Regions from separate parts of the Anas platyrhynchos genome. Here region 1 is linked to region 2. Evidence: chromatin contacts called from public Hi-C data. All regions are on one chromosome and are shown on one strand. Each heading gives the region's core, a stretch centred on a gene start, on an enhancer-like site or on the middle of the called end of the contact. The rest is flanking DNA. Distances are from core to core; before and after follow the strand shown.

Region 1 (5,707 bases), core at 426-2,925, 84 kb after region 2:
GCTGCCTGCTTTCAGAGAATTTTAATTTCATGTCAGTCACAGAGCATTAGGGAGAAAGAAACAAGCATCATTCATAAAACAAGTCAAGCACAAATGTATTTTCACAGCGTGGCATCCTGATTACACTCAGGCACATGCACATCCCTCCAGCCCATCCAAACACACCTGGTAAACCCCAGTGTGTCATCCGTGAGCTCCCATTTTCCTCCATACTGTCACAGTGGGACAGTATGGAGGAAAATGATTCTTCAATCTGAGAGGAAGGTACTTCCCCAGAAATTAAAGAAAAAGATGCTCCCAGTTTGGAATCAGGTGAAAACATTTCTTCCACTTCTATTCAGTTGCTTTTCTCCCCCTTTGTTAATCTACTATGAAAGTTTTGAAGTTAGTTGCAGTATTTATTTAAAGTTAGTTGTATTATTTAATATCCTATTGTCTAAAGCCTATTGCTTTGGTAGGGACTCAGTGGAATGGCCTCTGCTTTGGTCCATTTGACAAGTGTTTCCCCTGTCTGCTGAGGCACTGCAGGGGCAATAAAAGATCTTTCCTCCCTACACTGCTAGCAGAGACAGAGCTTTGCAATTTCAGTTCACCTCAGCAGGTGTGAGCCATCTGCATGCACTGAGCCTTTCCTCACTAAGCACTGCAGGTACATCAGTGTGCACGGCAGCTGCTCCAGCCCAGCCACCCCGACTGCGGAGCCTAACGCCCTCAATCATTTGATTTCCCTTTTCAAATCAAATTACTGGGGCTCTACATTAGCAAAACTCGTTCTCACCCTTCAACGGATTCCTCATTTTCCCTAATCTTGTCTTTATAGTGCAGATCCTGGCTACTCTAAAACCCATTACTTCCAATAAAGATCCTTTAAAGTAACTAGCTCTTCCATTTTTTCTCTTCTGTCACCCTAAAACCTCCACAAAAGCAGAAGGGCTTTTAATCAGTATCTCCCAGCTACGCTACACTAAGCACCACTAGGGTGGTGCTTGCTAATTTTGGTGCAGGCAGACACTTGCATTCTGTCCCTGAGACAGGAAGATGTGGATAAGTGAAACCAGCTTTTGGCCTGTGGCTCTCTCCCCTCCTGCTGTCGCTACATTTTTATCAGGGTTTCTCCTGCACAGTCTGATAACGAAACCTATCTGTGCAACTGGGTGAGCAGCACCCCACCACATGTCCCTTGTGGGAAGGTGGGTGAGCAACAGATATGGGGGACCACGGAAAAAAAAGAGCATTTCTTCCTGGGGAAAAAGGCCAAGGAACAGCAATTCAGGAAATCACCCATCCCTCCAGCACTACTACAAAATCACAGAAGCCTCCACCAGCAATATCCATCTTTATTTCCTCCTGGTCTAGGCAAGCCCCATGCTGAAGAAGCCTCAGCAAAAGAACAAAACAGCCATCACATTCACATCTCTCTGCCCTTTTGTCTCTGTCCTTTCCTTGCTGTACCAGACCTTAGCCCCAGCTCATGACCGCATATTTATGAAGGACACTGACCTACTCGATTCAATCCTTGAAAGACCTACAGCGCTGCTATGCCAAACCACAAATAAAAGCAATCTTTGAAAAGCAGATAAACTAAATAAATAAATAAATCCCTCCCTAATCCTTCTGTTTTGGCAGAGCTTGGAAGCATGCTTTAATGCATGAGTAAGTACTTAGACATCTCCAGGCATCCTACTTTCCTCCTAGCCACCAGCAGGATGACTTGGAACCTGTCTGCTGGCACTGTGCTCACTGTGTGTGAGGAGCTCAGAGACCTGGGACTGCTTTGCCGTGGCCATCCAGGAGCCTGGGGATGGTTTCTGCTCCCCAGTTCCCATGCACGAAGGTGTCACACCCTGTAGAGGCAGTCACCCTGTTGTTGAACCACGGCACAAAGGGGAGCTGGCAGCAACGTTGGAACCATTGAGGAAGCCTGGCTGCCAATGGGCCTTTAGGAAACCCATGATTTATGATTTGCCACAGTAGCTACGTGCTCATTTCTTCCCCCTGGGGTGAAGGACCCAAAGCTAACAATGCTGAGTCCTTATCTGCAGAAACATTTGCTGGGGAGTGGTCCAAAAGTGACTGAGGCAGGGCTAGGTTCTCTGAAGTGCTTTGTCCTGTTCCCAGATGAAGAAGGTTTGCATCCAGTTAAATCCTTCGAGATTTATCAGTGAGTACATATAGAGATGTGAGTAAGAAAACAGTGTTGGACACAGTGGTAAATAAGAGGTAATGCCCCTGTGTTCCTTATTCCAAATCAGTACATTCTGTGGCAGATGGCTAGCCATATCTGAGCTGTGGTTTTAACTCTGATAACCATATAGCACATCTACTAACAGCAGAGAGAGGTGGCTCAAGATGAACAGATGTTACAGATGAAGAAGAGCTGATCTGGCTCCACTGACAACCCAGATAACAAATTCAGTAGTGTTTCCACCAGTAGGATGGAAGGACCCATTAAATATGTCATTTCTTTCAATTGCTAGAGGTTGCTATCTGCATCCCAAGGAGGCATCTCCCTCACTTTTGCACACCACAAAATCAAGAAACAACCTTGTCTTTGCCTTCAGATCCAGATGAATAGGTGTTACTGTAACTCTGGATGGAGATCTGCTAGCAAAGATGAGCAGAAGCTAATTTGGGGGGATATGGGGATGAAGCCAGGACTAAGGGAGGCTGTATGAGCTGGTTTGCAGGCTGAGGAGATGGTGCTGTGGGTCCCAGCTGAGATGCACTGGCAGAGCTCTGTGTAATTTTTTTTTTTGCGATGCTAAACCTGTTCCTTGGCAGAGCTCTTATTTAAAGCCGTGCTGAAATCCCTTCCAAAACTCAGACAGAGAAATCCCCAAGTGGACTTAACCCTGGTGGAGTTCCAGGGCTGTCCCTTGGGGTCCTGGCACTGTGGTCGGGTCCCAGAAATTTGGCTGCTGGGCTGGCAGTGCGACTTGAGAGCTGTGCAGCGCTCTGGGATGTGGGGCAGTGGCACATGGGGGACATTTCTGAGGGTTTGTTCCCCCCAGTGCCACTGCACTGCCTTTGCTGTGGGGCAGTTACAGGCTGGGGGGTCAGTAGAGAGGCTCCTGAGTTTGGGGAGTTGTCTCCCCTCTGGAGGGCTTGAACAGATTTGACACCAAGGGAAGAGACCCGCTGTGATTTTTAAATCATTGCTAATCCCTGAGTGTCTTTACTGGCCCCTGGAGCCTGGAGACCAGCAGCAGCTGGAGCAGAGCTGAAAGGCAGGAAACAATTGGCCTTGTTAGACCTTGCTATTGAGGGAAGGGATTTTTCATTTAATTGTGCAGCATTTCCAGGGCGGGTGGGTTTCTAAACAAGACCACTGTCTGGTCTAGGGGGCTTCCCTAGGAGAAGGTGAAGATGCTCTCCCTTCTCCAGCCTTGCTGAAGATCAGCAGGAGGTCGGGGAGGACCAGAACAGGCAGGGAGCCCCTGCCCAAAAGGCAGCTTTCAACCCTGCCAGGCTTTCACCTGCTGCCCTGCGGATGGCACCGGGGCCACCCAGCCCGTCCTGTGCCCCCGCCGCGGGGCTCGCGCTGCCCTGGCTGCCAGCCTGAGCGCTGACACCAGCTCTGAAGTCACCATCCGGAGCAGGAAGCTGGGGATTAGCGGGAACATTGCTTGTCAAGGGGATAATCACGGGCACATGGCACAGATCGGATAGCCCTCCCGCCAGCCAGAGCTACTAATGAGGTGTTTCCCCTGCTGCTGGTGAAGGGCTGGTAATGAAGTTCCTGTCCTATTCCCTTTCCCGGAGCTGGGTATGACGGCTGTCAGACAGGAACCTTCTGTCGGAAATACTCTGCTCCTTGTCCTTGTGGTTGCCCTTCTTCGTGCTGGGCACAGGAGCTGTGTTGAGTCCCTGAGACCCAAGGGGCTTCTCGAGGCTCATCCACACCGACCTGCCCCAGCCTCCCCCATACACACCACATGGCCCAGATTCACTGCTCGGCTGCCTCTTTTCTTAAAGGGTTGGGCTATTTAATTTTAATTGGTATTTACATAACGAGTAACCAAGCAATGAGCTTGTTTTTCACATAGGAATAAGGCCGATGCTAAACAGCCACTATGTACTTTGGGGTTTTGCTCAATAAATACGTCAGCATAAGGCAGGTGAGTAAAATAAAGATTTTGCTTTTACAGGGTACCGAAGGCTCTGCCCGTGGAGTGAAAATTGTCTGAAGGTGGTTGGAGGTCACAAGGTAGCCTTATATTTGTGGGTCTAATCTAAGGACATCAATGGAAAGTACAATTTGAAGGCATACTCCAGGAAAATGCCCTCATTTAAAGAAATCCAGATCACAGCAGGACTCTGCCATAGTCCTGATAAAGAACAGGACAGTGGCCTGAGAAATGGGCATGGATGAGATGGCACTGACGAGTGAAGGACATGGCAGAGGGGCTTGGGAACCCGTGCTCAGCACGGTCTGCCTCCTGTTTGCACCTTTATGGTTCAGTACAAGGCACCCGCTTCCTGACATGGGCTCCTAAGTGAAAGACTTTAGCTTCAGAGAAGCATGAAAAAGACAATAAAGTTTTAATTAAATAATAATAAAATAATAATAATAAAAGCTACAGAGGCTGTCAGAGAAGATGCAAACCAATTTACAAAGCAGGCTCAGCCCTGCAAGGTACCGGAGCTGCCCGAAGCCCTGCCCGGAGCCTCTCCCCAGCTGGCCGGGCGCTGGGTCTCACAGGGCAGCTCCAGATGCCCCCATTCCTCTTTCCACAGCGAAGCTCCTGTGAACCAGGGTCTCCTTCATCTCCCACAAAAGCTGCTGACCTCAGTCGCAATGATAATAATAACACAGACTGTGTGGGTTGTTTAGTTAATGAGCCTCAAATTCTTGGGCGAAAAGAAAGGTTTGGGGACTTGGCTGGCGAAATGAGGGATGGAGCCAGGAGCCACGACCTCCTGGTCCCATGATCAGTCTGGGGGGAAGGCTGTTGTGTTTGGCAAGGACCAGCAAAAAGCAGCTGCCCTGGATGCTTTGGGCTGCTTTACCTGCTTCAGTTCTCCATCCTCACCCACCCGGCTGGGAAACGCATCTGCTGAGGTGAGTTGCTAGCAGGTAAAAGGTAAGGGTGCTGGTTTATTTTATTTTATTTAAATCCTCATAATTGCTTTTCACATGGCTATATTCACTGTTATTTATTTTGGACTCCAGGCAGGATTTTCCCTTTCAAAACTGCACCCACTCAAACTCGGCAGCTGCCTTAACTAATGCAAGAGGAATGAACTGAGATTTACAAGGGAAGGGAACGCATACCTTCCTGGAAAATGTTTCCCTCTTATCAGCATCTATCAGCCACAGTCACCCTAAAGCTCTAAATCTGGAAAGGGACAAGTTTTTATTATTATTTTTTTTTTTTCTGGATGAAAAGCCTCTGTGTCTGGGATATGCTGCCGAGGACAGCTGTAGCTGGTGCAGCTGACATCAGATGTGGAAACTCGAGGTCTCCTCTGCACCTCTGCTTTGCCTGTAAAATTGCCCAATCTTTTAATTTTCAGAGGGTCTTTTTGGAAAGTTGTTAAGGAAACTGTTGAAAGGAATGAATTACTGTTGAAAGGAAGCCTTCGCCTCCATCACCTATCATGGGTAACCTCCCAAACCCCGACCCAGTGGGACCTGGCAGCTGCAGGGAGGGTGGACTTCAGGGTGGTGAGCACCTCAGCAGAGGAGCTGAGCTGCTAGAAGCTC
Region 2 (5,671 bases), core at 1,949-4,448:
AATACAAATGTGCACGTCTCTTCTCACACAGCCGTTCTCTTCAAACATGCGGTGATCCCAGAAGCTGCAAATGGAAGAGCCTCAGTGGAGGGGAGCTGGTACAACTCCATGCTTGTTGTAGTTTCTGGTGGTTTTGACAAGGCCCATAGTTCAGTTTAAATACCTCAAGTGTTTTAAACCTTCCTGTCTGTGTAATGGTACACAATTTTCTTGCTAACTTGATTTATGCAGAAAACTCACCCCAGGCAACAACAGTAATAGCTGCAGGCTCACACAATTTTTTCAGTTGTAAAACAACATTTACTCATAAGAGCTGGCTGACAACTCTGGGAATACACAATTATAAACAACTTTTCTTCGGCAGAGTCGTTTCATTCTGGTTTATGGCCCTCCTTCGAGCAGTTCTGTCTTCGCCGAGGAAGTGATACTTGGCACAAACGACAAACAAGGGACATGTCAAATGTCAGCACATGCCTGCAGCGCTGAGGTTTTTGGGGAGAGTGTTTTCAGGAACAGGCCATCTGATTTGCTTCCTGAGGGAGGAAAACACACACCAGGAGAGCATGTACCCATACAGCCCTCGGTGTTTGGCTTTTCTGGACAACAAGAGGCCACGAGGCCATTCTGCAGGTTCTGGATGCTGAATGGTGAGTGGTGAGAGATACAAATTGCCTTCTCAGATTGCTGTTGCACAGCAATAAAATCTGTTTAAAAAGTCTCGCCTTCCCTCCATGGTCTCCACCTCAATTCCTTGGTCCTGTTTGAAGGAGGATGCTCCTGAACAGCTTTCAGGGCTGTTAGAACAGCCTCTGGTTACCTCTGCAGCACCAAAGAGGCTGCAAAGAGAGAGGTGGACAAGTGTCTGCCTTCACTGTTGAAGCAAGTGTTTATGTCATGACATCCTCCATCTCCTTAGGTATGATTTTCCTATTATACTGTTTAAGCTGCGTTTCCTTTCCTGAACACCTTCCAGTTTCCATCCCACAAACTCCTCTTGCATTTCTCATCTCTTTCAGTTCATTATAAACTTCAGCACAAAAATGACAAATTTTGGCAAAAAGTGTTTCATTAGACTTTGGGGTGAATTCTTCAGAGAGATTGAAAACCGGACATTTTGGAATTTGCAGCCAGTCTTCAAGGCTGTCTGCAGCTTCTACCCTCATTGCGAAGGAAGGATGAGGATGTCCTGGCCTCTGATGGAGTGGGTTCCTTCTCTCAGTCCCTCAATCATGCTGTGTGGATCTGGTTAAACTCCGGAGCTGATAAACAGTCTGCTGAAAAATGTTTTTTCCACTTTGCCAGGCAGCTGAGAAAAGGCTCTCCTGACACTCCTGGTTCCACGCAGCACCGTGCTGAGCTGCTCCATCAATGCACTTAGTGGGCTTTGGGGAACAAAGCATAAATATTTCAGAAGGGATCTTTAATAGGTGTTTGTTTGCTCAAACATTGCTGAATCCTTCTTTGGTAGTTGCTATGGTAAAACACGCTGATTTAAACAGGAAAATGAGCACAGGCTGGAGAGGTTCATTTCTCGTGTATATATGTCAGCTCCTGAAACCCATCTCACCAGCCAAAGGAAGGCTCTGAGAAGGTGGAGAGGCAGCTCTGGGTGTGACACCAGCCAGGCAATCACGTCAGTGTTCACCTCCAGGAAAATACTGCTGGATTTCCCCACCACTAGTACCTTTATCCTGTAAGTTGCGCTCACTCCACTTTTAAAGCGAGGTTTGCTGAGTATCCTGAGGAGGGGTGCCATGTGTGCCATGTCCCTGCCATCTCCACCGCAGTGCACAGTGCCTCTGCTGCTGGACAAGGACCTCTCCAGCCAGAGCAGCAAGGCTGGGCATGAGCATGGCCATGGGGATGCTCCTTGCAGATAATGAAGACAACTCCAGCGTCTACCACTGTTAAAATCATAAAAAAAGCATATCGCTTTTTGGCCTGACAAATAGAGCTGAAGTGGAAGGGGAATTTTGTGGGGAGCATCTGGACAAAGGATTCTGCTATGTTTGCCACAGTATGAGCAAAACACCACCACCAATTTCCACCATTTCCCTGCTCGCAGAGTAGCAAAACAAGCACAAAGCTGTGGAGAAGTGCAACGTGCTATGGGTTTGCCAAGGCCAGCAGCATCCTCCCAGTCACTGCTGCAAGATAAACTTTGCCCTTCTGCCAATGTTGGTGCAGGCAGCCTAGGCAAAGCACCACCACAGATAATGGGAGGCACCGAATGTATTTCCCTCTTCTGGCCTATGGCTCTTCCTAAAACAAGCTGCTTTTGTTTCTGAATGTTCAGGAAGCTTTCCATCAGCCTTGGATGCCAAACAGCAGCATGGCAATGCTTAGCATGGAAAAGCTTTAAGGGACACTTCATAAAGCTCTTGTAAAGACAGAACACGTCTAATTCACATGGGCACAGTATGGTGCTGCCTTTCCTAAGTGTGTCTGAGAACAACAAAGGCATCAAAGCTCCTTGGTGTCTCTCTTTCTGTGGCAAGTGTACAGAGCACGGGAATTTGGGTTTCTTCCTCATAATATGTTATTTTTTGACATAAAGAAGAATCACTGTGAATCACTAAGGTTACGGTGATGAGGCATTCCCTTGTGGAGCACCTTTAGGAAGGCAGCTGGAGGCAGCACTAGAGAACTACTGCCAGGAAGTACAATACAAATAAAGAAAATATGCTACGGCAAAGAAACAAAAATAGAAAGGCTAACAGATAAGGCCCTGACAGGAAGCTAGATGAATTGTGCCACTTGAGCCGTGCTTGTTTAGACCTGTCCTTCTGTATTTATTCAGTGGATTCCAGCATCTCTTACTTGGAAGCTGCTCAGAAGTGCTGGCCAGTTCCTGTTCAACGAGAGCACACAACCTGCTGCGCCCACTGACAATGAAGAGCTTGGCAAAGAAGCGTGACCCGGACAGGAGAGGATGTGCCCTTTCTGCTGCTGTAGGGATGTTGATATGGGAACGGTAGCTCACCATACAGCATGTTCCTTCTTTTAAACCAGCTGGGAGTTCAGAGTGGGAAACAGGCCAAAGGAACTGCTCAGAGTGCCTCGTGCTGGAGCCAGCGTGGTCCCCTCGGCGATCAGAGGTTTGGTGCCTCTCTTCCTCATTCGTGTTGCTGCTCTGTGCCAAAGAAGAACAGGCTCTGGCACGTGCAGCCTCAGATGGGAGATGCCTGCTGAGATCTTCTGCTGAACCTCTGCGTGTGCTGCAGGAAACCCAGCCTGGTGCTCCTCCCTCCTCCGCCCTGCTGCCGTGCACTGCTTGTACTCACGGGATCCGTTTAGCAAGCTGCTGGCTAGTTTACAGGCAGATAAAAGGTCTTGTAACATCGGGTCCAAAGACTTTAACACCAGGAGCCAGGGCCTGCAGTGTCCTGGAGCTCCCACGAAGCAGTTGAACCAGCCAGTGCTCTCTGCAAGCACACACGGAGCTAGCACGTACACACCCACAGGCTGCCTTGCGAACGGGGTAATGCTTCTTGAGAAATTATCATTTTGGACATTTCATCTTCTCTCTCCGCTGTATGTTAAAGCCTTATTAGCAATAATGTGACATCCAGAAGATTCTAATAAAATCTCAAAAGTTTAGATCAATAGTTAATTAGCTGGGGACCTGTGGCAGACAGTGCAGTCAGATGGAGTTGTCAGAGCATAGCCGTCTCCTGTATTAAGCCTTGTCATCTCTGAGTCGCTGAAAATTTGAGGAGATGGCAATGTGAGCTTGCTGTACATAGAGGAATCCCATCCAGACACCTATACATAGCTAGAAGGGACTATTATTTCATCTCCGAAGGAGTTGAGATAGTGCATTTTTTACATCTCCTTCATCTCCTTTTATGTCTCCTGCATCTCCTTCTCCCACTAAATTTCAGCTTTGCAGAATGGCATCTCTGTGCTATAAAGCAAAGTATAAAAACTGTGTGGGGCTGCCTTGCGACTGCTAAGATTTGATCACATTATACTGTCAGATCTGAAAACAGGCAAACCCAGTGAACACCCCATAGAAAGATGTAATAATCTTTTTATTGAAGCTCTTTTCATAATACGCACAATATAAAGCATATTTTATATTTATCACAGCGATTTCTTTCTCTCTTTATGTGGGTTGCAAATTAACTCAGAAATAAACACTGCACAAATCAATAAATACTTCATCCCCTGGCCTCTGGGCTTATTTATTCACCAATAACTTACACTGCGTAGCCAAGGAAAAACAATTCTCTCTTCATTATTTTCTGGTTGAACAACTCTGAAGTAGCAAAAGTGGACACACTCTGCTATTTTCCTCTGCTGCAGTAGCCAGAATTTCTCCTGATCTGTTAGAGGCGGAGCTGGGCAAACAACAATTTGCAAGTTCCATGGAAAAGTGGTGCCAGGAACATAACAAAGTGATAAGTCCCTGGGGCATTCAACTAGCATGGGCTATTAGCGGTTGAGACAACTGAGAATTTTCTGGAGAAATAGCTTGTTTTGTTTTGTTTTGTTTTGTTTTGTTTTGTTTTGTCAGAAAATGCTGATTTACTGAAGTGGGAACTTTTTGTGCGAGAGGTTCTGGAGGGGATATTAGGAGTGTTGCTAAACCTCAGGGTTTGGGGTGGAAGTGCTGGGACAGAGGGTCCTCTTTGGGAATTGCTGATAATGTCCACCCCAAGTAGACCAGTAATGACTCCTGGGCACCCCTGGCAAATGCCCTGTTGCCCACCAGCCTCCTCCTTTCATGCAGTGCCCTGATGGAGAACAAAAAGGACCCTTAGGAAACCTGGGAGTGCTTTCCAGATGAGCAAAACCTCCCTCCAGCCTGTGCCTCAGTGAATGGCCTCCTGACTTTAACCCCAAAACACTGCAGTTGGTCAGGATGGGGTCACTGGGGAGTCTGCAGGGAGAACGGGGCTGAGAGGGGGCTTGGGGATACCCCAGGGCAGGCTCCCAGGGTGGCAGCCTTTTTGGGGTCCCAGGGGTTTTTCAGCATCGCTGCTGCTTGGGATCGTTTCTGTAATGCGGATCTGAGCTCAATTTACCAGGAAATCTGTTTTCTGCAGTTTCCTCCCTGCCGTGGCTCAGGTGGAATATTGTTCAGTATTTCATGCACTGGGATGGCCAGGGAGAGTCCCTGTTTCCTTGAATAGAGTTTGGAACTGGTCTGGGGGATTAAATACAGCAAAAAAATCCCCTGCCATACAACCTGTCCAAGAGCAGGGATTGACTGCTGACTTTGCAGGCACTATTTTTACACCTGAAAAGTGTTTCCAAGCTCCCAAGGGCTTAATAGAACAGATCCAGGGGAGACATTTGCTGGGGAAGGGCTCTGCCGACCAAAAGAGCTTTCTTCCTGTTTCTTAGCTGGACTGGCTGTGTTTAAAAGCAGGAGAGAATTACTCTGCCTGTCTGCTGTGTGAGGAAGCCCTGAAACGGAGCGTGTCCCTTGCCTTGTTTACTGGCCAGTGAAAATAATTGTGGGGAAAAAAAGAAAGAAAAAAACAAACACCACCACCACAAAAAAAAGAAAAAAGAAGAAAGAAAAAAAATAATGAAAAAGCACAAATCAAATCAAACCAATAAAATAAACCAAAACCAAACCAAACAACCAAACAAATAATAATAATAAAAAAAACACCACCACCACCACATCTCTCCTTGGGGTGGAGACGTGCATTGTGCT

What was found. Hi-C and Micro-C count contacts between places; a contact is called where the count stands out from the background.
Region 1: a Hi-C map of liver shows a contact between it and region 2, with 2.1 times the contacts expected there. The contact joins two enhancer-like sites. A contact is called at or near these places in 2 of 8 Hi-C or Micro-C datasets (liver and subcutaneous adipose tissue).

The regions. Positions count from the first base shown.
Region 1 is chr14:11,376,981-11,382,687 of IASCAAS_PekinDuck_T2T, forward strand. No RefSeq gene overlaps it. Among named protein-coding and RNA genes, the nearest start is that of SH3TC2, 85 kb to the right of the region's middle. Within about 2 kb of position 1,676, at least 1 of the 8 cell types and tissues checked has an H3K27ac peak or open chromatin away from gene starts, as enhancers often do.
Region 2 is chr14:11,291,888-11,297,558 of IASCAAS_PekinDuck_T2T, forward strand. No RefSeq gene overlaps it. Among named protein-coding and RNA genes, the nearest start is that of UBTD2, 17 kb to the left of the region's middle. Within about 2 kb of position 3,199, at least 1 of the 8 cell types and tissues checked has an H3K27ac peak or open chromatin away from gene starts, as enhancers often do.